Linked DNA regions of Mus musculus: regions 2, 3, 4 and 5 are each linked to region 1. The links are chromatin contacts, called in public HiChIP or PLAC-seq and promoter capture Hi-C maps. All regions are on one chromosome and are shown on one strand. The core of a region is the stretch at or near the end of the contact, and the rest is flanking DNA. Distances in the headings are between cores, read along the strand shown.

The links. Promoter capture Hi-C pulls out the DNA fragments that hold promoters and counts their contacts. HiChIP or PLAC-seq counts read pairs in DNA pulled down with a chosen protein or histone mark. Capture Hi-C pulls out chosen DNA fragments and counts their contacts.
Region 2: a contact with region 1 is called in a FOXA1 HiChIP or PLAC-seq map of pancreatic cancer cells. The contact joins the promoter of Cdip1 here to the promoter of Alg1 in region 1. A contact is called at or near these places in 2 of 39 promoter capture datasets (cranial neural crest and erythroid cells), 1 of 484 Hi-C or Micro-C datasets (CD4 T cells), 2 of 115 datasets of contacts at active chromatin or transcription factors (extraembryonic endoderm stem cells and pancreatic cancer cells) and 1 of 9 other capture datasets (adipose tissue).
Region 3: a promoter capture Hi-C map of neural stem cells shows a contact between it and region 1. The contact joins the promoter of Anks3 here to the promoter of Alg1 in region 1. A contact is called at or near these places in 3 of 39 promoter capture datasets (erythroid cells, neural stem cells and pre-B cells), 6 of 484 Hi-C or Micro-C datasets (CD4 T cells, CD8 T cells, embryonic stem cells and 3 more), 8 of 115 datasets of contacts at active chromatin or transcription factors (the 230-238 cell line, the SCID.adh cell line, embryonic stem cells and 4 more) and 3 of 9 other capture datasets (adipose tissue, liver and pancreatic islet).
Region 4: a promoter capture Hi-C map of pancreatic islet shows a contact between it and region 1. The contact joins the promoter of Mgrn1 here to the promoter of Alg1 in region 1. A contact is called at or near these places in 3 of 39 promoter capture datasets (the C10 cell line, cranial neural crest and liver), 3 of 115 datasets of contacts at active chromatin or transcription factors (extraembryonic endoderm stem cells, memory CD8 T cells and pancreatic cancer cells) and 1 of 9 other capture datasets (pancreatic islet).
Region 5: a contact with region 1 is called in a promoter capture Hi-C map of cranial neural crest. The contact joins the promoter of Hmox2 here to the promoter of Alg1 in region 1. A contact is called at or near these places in 1 of 39 promoter capture datasets (cranial neural crest) and 1 of 115 datasets of contacts at active chromatin or transcription factors (pancreatic cancer cells).

The regions. Positions count from the first base shown.
Region 1 is chr16:5,232,355-5,235,054 of GRCm38.p6, reverse strand. It overlaps Alg1 (asparagine-linked glycosylation 1 (beta-1,4-mannosyltransferase)), which reads right to left and starts at 1,434. Exons shown (of 13, transcript NM_145362.2): 1 at 1,198-1,434; 2 at 12-89. The coding sequence starts at 1,405.
Region 2 is chr16:4,788,565-4,791,264 of GRCm38.p6, reverse strand. It overlaps Cdip1 (cell death inducing Trp53 target 1), which reads left to right and starts at 1,324. Exons shown (of 6, transcript NM_025670.5): 1 at 1,324-1,434.
Region 3 is chr16:4,962,901-4,965,600 of GRCm38.p6, reverse strand. Anks3 (ankyrin repeat and sterile alpha motif domain containing 3) reads left to right here and starts at 1,364. Exons shown (of 17, transcript NM_028301.4): 1 at 1,364-1,481. It also overlaps 4930451G09Rik.
Region 4 is chr16:4,884,831-4,887,530 of GRCm38.p6, reverse strand. It overlaps Mgrn1 (mahogunin, ring finger 1), which reads right to left and starts at 1,431. Exons shown (of 17, transcript NM_029657.4): 1 at 1,058-1,431. The coding sequence starts at 1,145.
Region 5 is chr16:4,724,913-4,727,612 of GRCm38.p6, reverse strand. It overlaps Hmox2 (heme oxygenase 2), which reads right to left and starts at 1,252. Exons shown (of 6, transcript NM_001136066.2): 1 at 1,142-1,252.

The DNA.
Region 1 (2,700 bases), core at 185-2,684:
ACTGGTCCTACCTCCCAGGCCCCGCAGATCTGTCAACTTCACAATCCGAATCCTATCATTCTGCAAGAGTTCATCTCGAGGTTTGGAGTCTGCAAATGCAAATGAGCCCTTTCAGGTATCAGAAATAGCCAGTTACAGTCAGCTGGGTGTGTTCCTTCACATCTGTAATTCCAGTACTTGGAAGGATAAGGCAGGATAAAGTGTTCAAAGCCAGCATGTGCTACAAAGCATGCCCATCTCAAGTAAACAAGGTGGAAGGAAAATAACACCTATCAAAACCTCACAGGTCCCCAGTACCCAGAATAGAAAATGAGGTCACTTTGTGTTCTTCTATAGAATACCCTCGAAGGGCATTCATCATACCTACTTAATTTAACCTGATGACTGGCATGCAATAGGGACCCAATTTAACTGATAAAGAGTAGAACTCCTGGATGGCAGTCTGCCCTAGGATAGCACTCCACACGGGGACCAATAAGGGCTATTTCCACTTTCCCTTAGATAGAGCTGGGCCACCCCCAAGTTCGCAGATCCAATTTGAGGTGCCCAGCACGTGTTCGAGGATAGTTATGAATGTCCCCAACATGCTAGCAGATTTCATATGACTGTGTCAAAAGGTTGGATACCTGAGGGGCTACTAAAGTGCATGCCTTTAATCCCAACACTCTAAAGGCAGTAGCAAGTGGATCTCTGTGAGTTCAAGGACACTCTGGCCTACATAGTGAGATCCAAACCAGCTAGAGGCTGCATAGTAAGAGTGAACCCCTGAAAAATCATCCACGTGGACATGATGAGGGAGTGGACACCTCTGCCTACACCTTAGGGGACAAGAGAACCATCCACAGCAAGAAAAGCTCTGCGGCTGGACAAGGGATGTGAAGAAACATTCAGCCTGCCAACTCAGTGACAAAGGCAGCATGAGGAAGTGGTGACCAGCACTAAGGTCTCACACACCAGGGTTGCAGCCTGTCTGTGCACTACCTAAACAAAGCAAGTGACAGACACTTTTGCAACCGATCTATTTGTAGTCCTCACGTATGGTAAACGGCGACTGACGCCCGCTGCTCCCAGACACCAGAAAACAGCGGTCCAGACCAGAACAGGCAGGAGAGGAGCACAGCTGCTCCCGCCTCTGTCCCAAAACAGGGAGAGTCAAGGCTCCTGATTGAGCCTCCCTCTCAGGTCCCCGCCACTCACTGTAGAACCCCAGCAGCGTCACCGAAAAGCCGCTCTGGGCCAATGACAGCGCGTGGTACTGCATGCGGGGGCTGCGGCCCACGTCGCCCAGCACCACGACGACCATGTGCCGGGCCCTGCCCGTTTGCCGCCCACGCTTCCACAAGCCCAGCAGCAGCACCAGCAACAGCAGCGCCAGAACCAGCAGCGCCACGCAGGACGCTGCCATCTTGGCCGGCCGGCGCCGAGCACGTGACCGGGCCCGGAAGCCTCGCTATGCGCAAGCGCACACCCCAGACCCTGCCCAGGGGGAGGTGATTATGAAATCGCCTCTTTACGAAGGAGGAGGCGGAGCCTTGGATAAGGCGAGGTCTGGGAGAAAAGGAAAGAGAATTTGGAAGATGGGGGCGGGCTCTGAACGGGGGGGCGGGGCCTGGAAAGGGTAGGAGGCCTTTGAAGAGTTACTTAAGGAGCCCAAGAATGGACTTAGCCATGCCAAGTTCTCTGAAGTGTGTTTTCCCCTGTGAAAGTAAAGCTGTACCTTTATTGGAGTCTAAGAACTTCTTTTAAAGACCGCTAAGATAAATTTCAAACTATAATAATGATGATAATGATTACCTGCTGCTAGAGTACACTTCTCAGCTTCCCTTACGGACTGTGAAGTCATTTCTACCCCTATAGGAGGCCATATCTCATCTTCTGTGAGTATCTTAGCCATCTACACAAAAATGTACCCTCACCGTACATGAACTTGTCTCGGCTATGATCAGACCCAGCCTCTTTTATCTACTCTCTCAGTAGCTGCCTTTAATAATCTAACAAGAGAGATTAAATTTTAGATGAGAGGCTGATGAGTTTTCTTCAGGTAAAGGTGTTTGATGCTAAAGTAGGGTACCATCTCAGGAAGGAGAGAATCAACTCTCTACATCCTCTGACTTCCACGCTCCTGCTGTGACACACACAGCACCTCCCTTGTACACTAAATAAATAAAAACAATTTGGATGAATTTCCTAGTTTTGTTGAGGAAAGAGGCCATTCCCTGAGAAGTGAATGTATAAACAAGATCATGGCTACACATGGAAACCGATCTTTGTTGGTAGAAGGCAAGAGACCATAGGGCCTCTGGCTCTTTAGCAGAGGTGCCTTCCAGTGAGAAAATTTATTAAGCAAAATGTTTATCTCTTCATTTGTTAAGATGCATGCACATTGAATACAACAATTCAAATACAAAAGAGAGGAAGCAGGCATAGTATAGCCTGTAATTCTGGCACTGTGGAGGAGAAGCCAAGGTCATCCTCGACTCCATAGAGAGTTCAAGACCTGCCTGGGCAGCTTATGACAAGAACTCAAAAAAATAAGGGGCTGGATAAATGACTCAGCAGTTAAGAGCTCTTACTTGCAATCATGACAGGAGTTCAAATCCTGACACCCATGTAACAAGCTGGATGTCACCACAAAACCTATAATCTCAGCTGTGAGGGGCAGAAACAGAAAGCTCACTAAAGCTTGTTGGCTTTCAGCTT
Region 2 (2,700 bases), core at 75-2,574, 440 kb after region 1:
ATGTCTCCCTGCCTGTAATCCCAGCACTTGACAGACTGAGCGGTAGGAGGATGGTTGTGAGCCTGAAAGACTCAGAGGAACACCCTGCCTAAACATACAAAAGGATCCGTGAGATGGCTCATGGGTCTTTGCCATTTTGGAAGACCTGAGTGAGAACCAAAGCCCACATGCTGGAAGGAGGCCTGACTCCTGAAAGTTGCCCTTTGACATACATGCGTGCCTCACACACACACAAATACAAAAGAAAAAGAAGAGAGCTTTAGTTTCCATGTGCAATAAATCCAAACTTCATTGATGACCTTGGTGCTGTCTTCCAGTCTTCACCTTGCTGGCCAAAGTGCCTTTCAAAAGTTCATCTATACCAGTCTTCTTTCTTTTCTTTCTTTTTTTTTTTGTTTTTGTTTTTTTTTGTTGTTGTTGTTGTTTGTTTTTTGGAGACAGAGTTCTCTGTATAGCCCTGGCTGTCCTGGAACTCACTCTGTAGACCAGGCTGGCCTCGAACTAAGAAACCTGCCTGCCTCTGCCTCCCGAGGGCTGGGATTAAAGGCGTGCGCCACGACTGCCAGTCTCTTTCTTTACTTCACACCTCATCCCAACATAGCCTTTCCTACCTTCCCTACTCAGAGGCAACACTCTAATTCTGTTGGGACATCCTGTTGCTTTCCTTTGAGATGCTGGTCATTTTGTGGCTTATTTGTGTATTGTCTGTCAGAGTGGAATCTGTGTGAGGGCAGGGACAGCTGGTGTGGTTCACAGCTTCATGAAAGCCCAGGCAGCTTAGGGCAAGGGTGGTAGCTCTCCCTCAACTCTTGGGGTGCGCAGCACGCCTGGCTGGCTGGCCTGAGGGAGCGCTAGCACCACCATCTTTCTTTCGAGCCTTTCCCCCCCCCATCATAAAGGCCTGGGGAACTACCACTCGTTCGTCTCCCACCCGCAACGGGCCTCCACTGACGTCATCCAAGCTCATTGCGTGAGGCGCGAAGCCCCGCCCTAAGGCGAGAGGCCAGGAGGTTGGGCCTTTCTCCACAGCCTTGCGGTTCCCTCTGGACAGCTACGGGGCTGAGGCAGCCTTTCCTGCGGCAGCGCTTGGCCGGTGAGGGGCTGGAACTGACGGTGAGTCACCTCTGAGACTTCCAAGCGGCTTCCGAAGGGACCCCTCTCACACGCCGAGGCGGGGGCTAGGCTTCGAAACCCTCCGCCCGCGTGACCTAGCCCGCCGAGCTCCGCCCTCACCCGCCGCGCGGTGGGTGCCGGGAGCTGTAGGCTCCCGCCTCAGGGAATGCTGCGGGTGCGCCGAAAGACTACAAATTCCAGGGTCCTCTCGGTGCGGGGGCGGTGAGTGCTGCGAGTCCTCTGGTAGAGGGGCTCCTCGGAGCAGCGGGCCGGACCACTGCAGATCTCTGTCCCTCTGGCCTCAGGCTTCTGGATTTCGAGGTAAACGGGCCTGGGTTGTCGTGGTGGAGTCCGTTCCCTCCGAAACGCCACGCAAAATCAGGGCAGTTGATTTCGGCGTGGCTGCAGCTGCGGGGCTGCGAGGGCTAGCATTCCAGGGCCCCGAGCGAACTGGGCCTGCAGACAGGGGATATCAGCCAGAGAAGGGCCAGCCCACTCGGGTGATTATCACGCCTTTCTACTTTTCTGTAAGCGACGGCTGTACGAGCCATTTTCCTCGGGGTATGGAGGGTTGAGGAACGGCGATCGGTCGGGGAGGATCCCTGAGGTAAGCCTCAGAGACCCGCGGGTGACCTTGGCGGTCCTGGAGGAGGCCGTCTCGCCCTCTTTCCCCCGCCGGTTTGCAGGTCTAGACTTGGCTCTACGTGGCGCTCCGGCAGGACGTTAGGAAGGCGAGGGGCTGGCGAAGCCCCAAGCCATCCAGGACCTTGGAGAAGGTGGGTCTCCTGGGACCTCTCAACAGGTGTCAAGGAAGATGGAGTGATCAGGATAGGATCCTCTGTATCAGAAAGACCTGGACTTTCCCCATTCCCCAGGATCTGATTTGAGTATTTATGGGGTAAGGCCCAGAAATCTGCATTTAGTAAGCTCTCCAGAAATTCTCATGCACACTTGGAACTGAGAATCTGTGTCTTGGGAGTAAGGATCAGGGACTTTGGGGAGAGGGCATGCAGTAGTTTTTATATCAGTTTTGTAGTGTACTCCAAACAGGGCATTTTCTGGGCAAATAGGACTGCTCTTTCTGGTCCTTAGCTTGTTGGTGCTGACCAGAGTTGGGTGGGAAGAAAGAGGTGAACATGTCTGCTCTTCTTGCTCTCTGCTCATAATAAGAAAGATATTTTTGGTCACTCACTATCTCAAAGACCTCCTCTACCTTGACATTAGTTAGGAAAAATTCAAAGCATACAAAAACCGTTGAACTTTACAGTGCACACCTATGGACTACCACCTAGAATGTACAATTAATATCTTTATTGGGTACTTATCCTTCAGTCTTTTATTTTCATGCCAAAGTACATGCAGATAATAGTATATTTCCATTCCTAGTAAAGCTTACATATTATTAACTAGACTTAGAAATCTTGTTGCTTATTGATTTTTTTTTTCCCCTTGGCTATTTGAAAATCAGTCTGCCTCCCAGTCCTGACGATCCAAAGGGTTTTGGAGGGTTTCTATAGGATGTGTTTTTAGAACCAGGAAAGACCTTTACATGGATGTTGAGAAGGTAGCTGACCAGAAGAAAGAGGG
Region 3 (2,700 bases), core at 115-2,614, 270 kb after region 1:
CTCAAGGATGGCATCCCAGGGAGAAACTGGCAAGGACATCACTGCTTTGTCTTTGGATGTCATGGGGGCCAGGACTCAAAGGACACCGTCTGTCATCATCAAGGAGTCCTGTGGAGCACACAAGGTGAGGTGGCAGTGTCTGGGTGTTCAAGGAGAAACTAGCATTGGTAGCCTTCCCAAAGCCTTGATCAGCTGTAGATGAAAATGCACCCGCAAAAATTCTAGTTTCTACCCATTTCCTTCTGGTTCTGCAAACTTATGTCACTTGGTAGCAGGACTGTATGTGTGGGTATGTGCAGTCATGAGTGCACAAGATGGTGGTGTCCTCTACTGCTCTCATAGAGGATCACAATTCAGTTTCCAAAACCACAACTACTTGCAACTTTAACCTCAGGGAGAGCCCGTCTCTGGCGTCCACTCGTATCTGCACTGGAGTACACATACCCACCTTCACACCCATACACATAATTAAAATACAAACTAATTCATTAATATAATTAAAAATAATCTTTAGAATTAGAGGTTTAAGATCCATTATTCAAGAGATTTTTTTTTTTAGTCATCACTCAAATGAGTCTCTATAATCCAGTCGCTGGCTCAGCTCCACCTTTTATATCTCACCCTAAAGAAAACACGTTCAGTCCTCAGGGGCAGAGGGACTTTAGGATTGTGGGTGAAGGCCTAGCAAGCGGACCAAGCAGATCAGCTAACGGTGCCAAACCAGAGCTGCGTCAGAGGAGTGAGTGGGGTCTTAGGGCATTTGAGCAAGGACGGGTGCTTGGCTGTCCTGAATTGGGAACCACAGGTGGAGACGCTTTTGGTATACGCACCAAAAGATGTTTCCTACCAGGGGCTTTGGCGGTAGGACACAGAATCACCGAAGTGAAGGGGGCCGCCCAGGACTGATCGTCCTTTAGGTGTGCAAGGCGGGGAGGGTTGAAGGAAGGCTTGACCCGCAGAGGAAAGAGCATGGAGGAGCTCAGAAGACCGAGCGGCTCAGTGTTTCTCCTCAAAGCCAGTTGGCCCCGCCTCGCCCCGCCCCGCGCCAGGCGTCGTTGTCAAGGGAACTGGAAGGCAGCGGGACGAGGCAGTCCGTGCTAGAGCCGAGGGGAGGGTCTCATTCCCTGCCACCCGCAGCCAGGACCCACCCATCGTCGCGTGGGTTTCCGCGGTCTCCCACTTGCCTCAGCCGCTCCGCCCGCCCACTTGCCTTGTCCCCGTGCTGAGTACGGCCACCCACGGCGGCCTGGCGACTCGCCGCCTGCCTCTCTGCCTCAGGATTGGCTCCCGAGCGAATGGGCCGGTATCTGCCATCTCATGGGCTGCTGTGGCGTGTCAATAACAGAACGTCCGTCACCTTCCCGGGATGCTCTGCGCCGTGCGAGGATTACTTCCGGGGTGGGCCGGGCGCAGGGCTGTCGGCCGGTGAGGGGCGAGCCGCTGTCGCTGGAGGGTGGCCCGGGAACCTGAGGCCTTGCAAGGTAGGCCGGGCCGCGGCAGGGCCCTCTGAGAGGTGGGGCCCAAGGCGCCCTGAGTCTGCTCGGGTGGGCAGCCCTGGCGTTTGCCTGTCGCAGGGTTTGGGGACACGGGCCCGCCGCCGTGGTGCTAAACTAAGGGGTCACGCGAGGTGTCGGCCAGACTGCTGAGCCACACGGGAGCCTGCGGTCGTGCATAGTCGCCGGGACCGCTAGGGTCGGAACTGCGTCGTACATTTGGGCTGCAGGGGCTCCCTCGAGGCCTTCATGGATCTCTTGGAGGAATGACAGTTGCCTCCAGAATAGAATTTTTTTTAAAACTAAGATTTAAGAATTTTAAGAATAACTTATCAGGGCTGCAACTGAAATTCTGAGAGAGAGAGGTGCAGAAGACATAGAAACTTTTATTTTACTTGAATCGATTTTTTGGGGGTGTTGGTTTTTTGAGATTGTGGGCGTGTCTCACTGTGTAGACCAGGCTGGCCACAGACTCACTGAGATCTACCTCCCAGATGCTGAGATTAAAGGCCGGTGCCACTACGCTGGCGGGTTGGATGTTTTTAGTGTAAGCATCTAATGTTACCCAGGTTGTCCTTGAACTCAAAGGCGGTCCTATTGTCTCAGCCCCCCAAGAGCTGGAGTTGCAGGTGTGAGTTCTTCCAGGGTTCTGCTAATCCGCCTATGGTTTCCAGTTTGGGGAAGCACGTGTCCATTCTGTTGGTTCAGACTAGGTTAGGTGCTACTTGAGCGCAGGCCTTGCAGCAGGAGAAGCTGGTGTTTCCAGGATACAGGCCTTGTTTTCACCTTACCAGCCCACACACATCACTCATCGTGAGACTGGCAAACTGTTGTATGTTGTCCTTTTTATAACTTTTAAAAGTAAACTTATGTCCTTGCAAGTTGTGTATATATAGTGCTTATCACTGAGATAGATCCTCAACAATCTTTCTACTTTTTAAAAACATATTTGTTTTAATCTAAGTACACTGTAGTTGTCTGGTGATTGTGAGCCATGTGGTTGCTGGGATTTGAACTCAGGACCTTCAGAAGAGCAGTCAGTGCTCTTGACTGCTGAGCCATCTCTCCAGCCCATCTTTCTACTTTTAAAATATTTTAGTCTCACTAAGTTGCCCAGGCAGGCTTGGGATTTGACTCTTCTGCCTCGTCTGGAAGTTGTGCTGCCAGGCCCAGCTTTCACCAACACAGGATAATGCTAGAGTGTTTA
Region 4 (2,700 bases), core at 182-2,681, 350 kb after region 1:
TAGCTGACAAGGCACCAGGCATTGCTGTGTGTAGCAGGACACACCTGTAGTCTCAGCACCAGAAGCCTAAGGCTGGAGAACTGAGTACCAGGCCAGCCAGAGCTATATAACAGGACTTTTGTCTTAGAAAAAGGCCTGGTCTAAGAATGTGACTAAGTTAATATAATGCTTGACTACCATGCACAGTGCGCTGAGTTCAAGTCTCCAGCACCTCATAAAACAGGGCAAAGTGCACATTTCAAATCTCAACACTGGGAGGGTAGAGGCAGGAGGACCAGTGTTTGCTCAATGTCACTCTCATAAGGAGTTGGAGCCATGCTGGGCTACATGACATACTGTCCTTATTTTAAACACATACACAGAGAGAGAGAGAGAGAGAGAGAGACAGACAGAGAGAGAGAGAGAGAGAGAGAGAGAGAGAGAGAGAGCAGAGACTATGAATGAGAATAGGAGCAAGGCTCCTCTGGGATCCCACATCTGATATCTGATGCTGGTTCCAACTCTGCCCCCATCCAGCTCCCATAATCTACCAGTGAGTCTGCCCTGAATGAGAGGGAAAGGTCAGTAGTTCTCTCTAACCATTCAAACCATTATCCTGTCCTCCAATGGAACCCAGCACCTCCCTATCGATCACCTCCCTAGGTCAAACACCAGTGTCCCTCACTCGCACGGGAAGAGGAAAGCCTGGGTCCAAATCCTAATGAGTTGTCACAATCCAGGGCCGGTCTTCATGCCTCCAAAGCCGGCACCACCGGGTCGGTGGTGAGGGTGTCCTCACTACCAATGCAGTCTGATCCCAGAGATGCCAAGTATCGGTGCATACACAAAGTGAGTGGCCCAAGGTCACCAGTTAAAAAGAGGCCGCGCAAGGTGCGTCTGCGGCCAGCAGGGCTAGCCAGGGCCGCAGCCACGCCTCAAACTCCACAGGTACCGGGAAGGGGCACAGGAGGAGGGTCCGCGACAGGGCAGGGCGCTCGCGCGTCTGATCCCCGGGCCTCCTGGAGTCCCCAGTCCCCGTTCCAGCCCCCTTCCGCGGTCCGCGTCCTCGGAAGCTCACCGGACTTCGGAGGGTAGCGATAGGCCGAGTTGGCCTGTATGTCGATGTCCTCTACGCCCGCGATGCGGCGACTCAGGATGGAGCCCATGGTGCGCGTTTCTACCGGCCAGCCGGAGAGGAGAGGTTGTCGGCTGCGGCGTCCTCACACGGACATGGCCCAAAACAGGCCGCACCAACGCGTACCCACCGCCGCCACCGCCGCCGCCGCCGCGGCACCTCTCCACAGCCCCCGCCCCCGGCCGCCCCGGCCTAGGCCCGGCGCCCCGCCCCCGCCCCCGCCCCGCAGTTCCAGGGGAAATGGAGTCCAGGCCAGGCAGCCAATGCGCCTGCGTACTACGCTTCCCAAGCTTGCCACCACCACCACCACCACCACCACCACCACCACCACCTCTCACGTGAGTAGCCACAGTGGGTCGAACCAAGAGGCTCCGGCTAAGGGGGTTATCTCCTTCACACGACGCTAACCTCGGCTGCCCAGCTGGATACTGAAACCGGAATGCCTCAGTCCCTTCATCTTCTGTCTACATTTAGACACCCTCAGAATTTCGAGCGTCTCCCATGTAAACCAAGTCTGAAAATGTCGACAATTCTACAGTAGCTCTCCCCCACTTCCCGAGGTTCTTCTCCCATCCTCAGCCGCAAAGGGAATACCTTTAACCAGAGGACAACTGGGTAACCACCAAGCCTTGGAGCCTTGGTCAAGAAGTCAAAACATTAAAAAATAAATAAATAAATAAAAAGCCGGGCTTGGTAGCGCACGCCTTTAATCCCAGCAGAGGCAGAGGCAGGCGGATTTCTGAGTTCGAGGCCAGCCTGGTCTACAGAGTGAGTTCCAGGACAGCTAGGGCTACACAGAAACATTTACAATGGACACGGAATTTTCAGAAGACAGATTTCTCCCCCTTTGACACATAGGGAAACTGAGGCACAAAGCAGGGCAGACGGCAAATAATATGCTAAAAGCAAGTTCAGAAAAATCAGGATACGGATTGCAACATTAATTTACAAGCTATGCCCTGGCTTCTCTCACACACACGCACGCGCGCACACACGCACTGCTTTGAGGATGCCAGGGTATGTTTTTATGATTCTCAGAGGAGTTGAGTTTCTTAGAAGTGCCTCCCATCTTGAACCTGCTGTTCCAGGAGAGCAGCTAGGGAGACCAGCAGGTAGTGAAGTATCAGGTGGTGACTTCACCATAGTTCAAACTATACTAAACCTGAATGCAAAGTCCTTGAAGATCCTCCCCCTGTCCCTTGTAGATAAGGTGACAAGCATAGGCCTTAAGTGAAGACCTCAAGTGAGCAAAAAAATACCCTCGCGCGGTGGGTGTGCCTCGGTGCGGCCTGGTCTGGGCCATGTCTGTCGTCACCCCAACCTCTTCTGCTGGCCAGCAGAAATGTGCATCATGGGCTCCATCCTGAGTTGCTGCATCGTAGGTACGGAGGACATCAATTTTCAGGCCAACTTGGCCTATTGCTATCCTCCAAAGTCCGGTGAAGGAAGAGAGAAAATATCAAGAATTGATAGGCTGAAGCCTGGCGTGGTGGCGCACGTCTTTACTCGGGAGGCAGAGGCAGGCGGATTTCTGAGTTCGAGGACAGCCTGGTCTACAAAGTGAGCTCCAGGACAGCCCGGGCTAT
Region 5 (2,700 bases), core at 3-2,502, 510 kb after region 1:
AGTAAAATACATGCTCATCTTGTTCAAACTGCACCGCCAAAAAAAACTTTCTTAATAATTATGTATTAAATGACATTTATAATAACTATTATAAACTGAAGCACTATACCAGAAATAGGAACGCACAAAACCTTCTACATGACTAGACTGTTTAAGGCCAGTATGACCACTTAAACAAAACCATTTCTAATCTCTAATCCACTTCTGAAAAAATCACAGGATGTCTATGCATAACTAAGATCTTCAGTGCTGTTATCTCGCCTGTGGAATGTTCGTGGATTTACTTCACGAGTCTCTTAATATTCTCACTTTATAGGTAGTAAAACACTCAAGGATTTAGAAAGGACTGGAGAGCAAGCGCTCTCCCTCAACTGGACAGTATATGATATTTCTGTCTTTCGGGAACACTCCCTTCTCTAGTTGAGTTTGCGGTGCCCACAATTGAACACAGGCCACAACTGGTCCTTCAGAACCAATTTAAACGGCATGACACAAGACAGTCCTTGTGCAAGCAGTGTGCAAGGCGGTCCAGGCAGTTCTTACAGAGCAATTAAGTCACCTGGAGCTCTGTGCTTTGGTGGTGACAGGTGACCTCCTGGGCCAGACCAACCGGCTACATCTACGACTGAGTCCTCCCAGTCTTGCACTCAGAACCACAGGTCACTCATCAAGTCCCCACAGGGATTCTAAGGGATCTTGCCACCGAGGGGAGCCACTGAAGGCTGGCCAACAAGGCCGCCACGCCCCGGGCTCCTCCGGGACCTCAGGTAGGCTCATGTGCTGCGCTGCTGCACTAACTTCGACCCCGGAGTCACCTCAAGAGCATTCGTGACGCTGGGAGGGGCTATGCCCCACGGGAACACCAGAGGACTCTTGGGGATGGAGCTCAAAGCCGTCTAGAGCGCGACGTCCGCGGTTTCGGGCTCATTTGACGCTCAAGGCCCGCTCGGTGGCCCCTCTCCGACCCCCAGTCTCCCGCTCGCTCGCTCGCCCGCCTCAGCCCGCTTCCGGCCACCCCCCGCCCGACGTCCCCTCAGGCTGAGGACGAGTCGCGGGGGGACAGCGGAGCAGAGCTTCGAAGAAGGCCGCCGCCATGCAAGGACCCGGGAGGGGAGGACGGGGCACAGAGCGGACCACTCACCGTCAGTGGCTCCGCAGGTCAGTCAGTCTCCGCGTCTGCGACTCTCTCTGTACCTTCGCAGCCGAGAGGGCGAGCGCCAGGACGGTAGGACGTGCGCACGCAGCGAGGGGCGGAGTCACCAGGCCACGCCCCCAGGCGCACGGCAGCTAGCGGGAGGCTCTTGGGCGAGCCGACACTGCCTTCTGAGAAAGCTTCGGGAGTGGGGAGTAGTAATGTTAACCGGAGAGGAAGGAAGCGTGTCAGCCAAAGCCAACTGCTTGTTGATCGAGAGTGGGGGCTCAAGCCTGGAATCCCAGCACTCGGTGGGGGACAGGGGTGGGGTTGAGGCTGGAGAATTCAAGAGCAACCTGGAGAATTCAAGAGCAACCTGGGCTACAGTGTGAGCATTTGTCAGTGCTCAAACAAAAACACAAAAGGGTTGGGAATGTAACTTGTTGGGGAAGAATTAATAGATTCTTTTTGGGGGGGCGGGGTGTTTCGAGACAGGGTTTCTCTGTATAGCCCTGGCTGTCCTGGAACTCACTCTGTAGACCAGGCTGGCCTCGAACTTAGAAATTCGCCTGCCTCTGCCTCCCAAGTGCTGGGGTTATTAAATGCATGCACCACCACTCACTGCCCAGCACTTAATTACTTTTTTAACTATTAAAGTTTTGGTTTGGTTTTGTGCTGGAGATGGAATTCTAGATTTTGAGTAAGCTCTCTTACTGAGTTATGCTGAGGGACATTTCTGTGCACTCTGTATTCTGTCTGATTCCTGTACCCAGAGGTCCAGCTCCAGTCTCGACTTTAGTATGACTCAGTATTTTATAAAATATTATTCTCTATCACCTCCTGATTGGTTAAATAAAGAGCTTAATAGCCTATGGCTGGGCAGGAGAGGATATGGCAGGACTTCTGAGGCCAGAGACAGAGAGAGCATCTCAGGTGGGAGAGAAGGGAGACAGGAATCCGAACAGGAATGAAGGAGGAGGAGCCAGAGCAAGCCTGAGAAGGCAGGAAAGGTCCACATGGCTGGGAAGTAGGCCAGCATACTTGGTTAGAATAGCTTAGAGTCTGCCTGGCTCTGCGCCTCACCTTTATAATAAATATAAAGGTCTCCGTGTCATTAAGCAAGGAGGACATAGAAAAGTTCCTTACTTTTGCAGAGTTATGTCTCCCCAACCCAACAAATGTTCTCTTTCTACCTCTCTATTATTCAGGTGCACGATGCACCCACAAGCTAGGAAGATTTCCACACTAGAAGCTTTAACCAAATTTGCAGAATCTTTTCCTACTCAACACTATTCACAAAAAAAACAACAAGTTCTGGAAGCAGCCTAGATAATCTAATTGATGACCAAAGTATGAAGGCAGTTTCTGCATGAGCAGGACCAGGGTGTTGGATTTTATTGGGACAGAGTTACAAGAAAGTAGTTTATGTAAGCTCTCCTCAGAGCCTTCTTTTCTGTGTTGTTGTTGTTGTTGTTGTTGTTGTTGTTGAAAGAGGACACACTACTAGGGATTGAATCCAGGATCTCCAGCATGCTAGACAAGAACTCTCCACTGTGCTATATTATCAG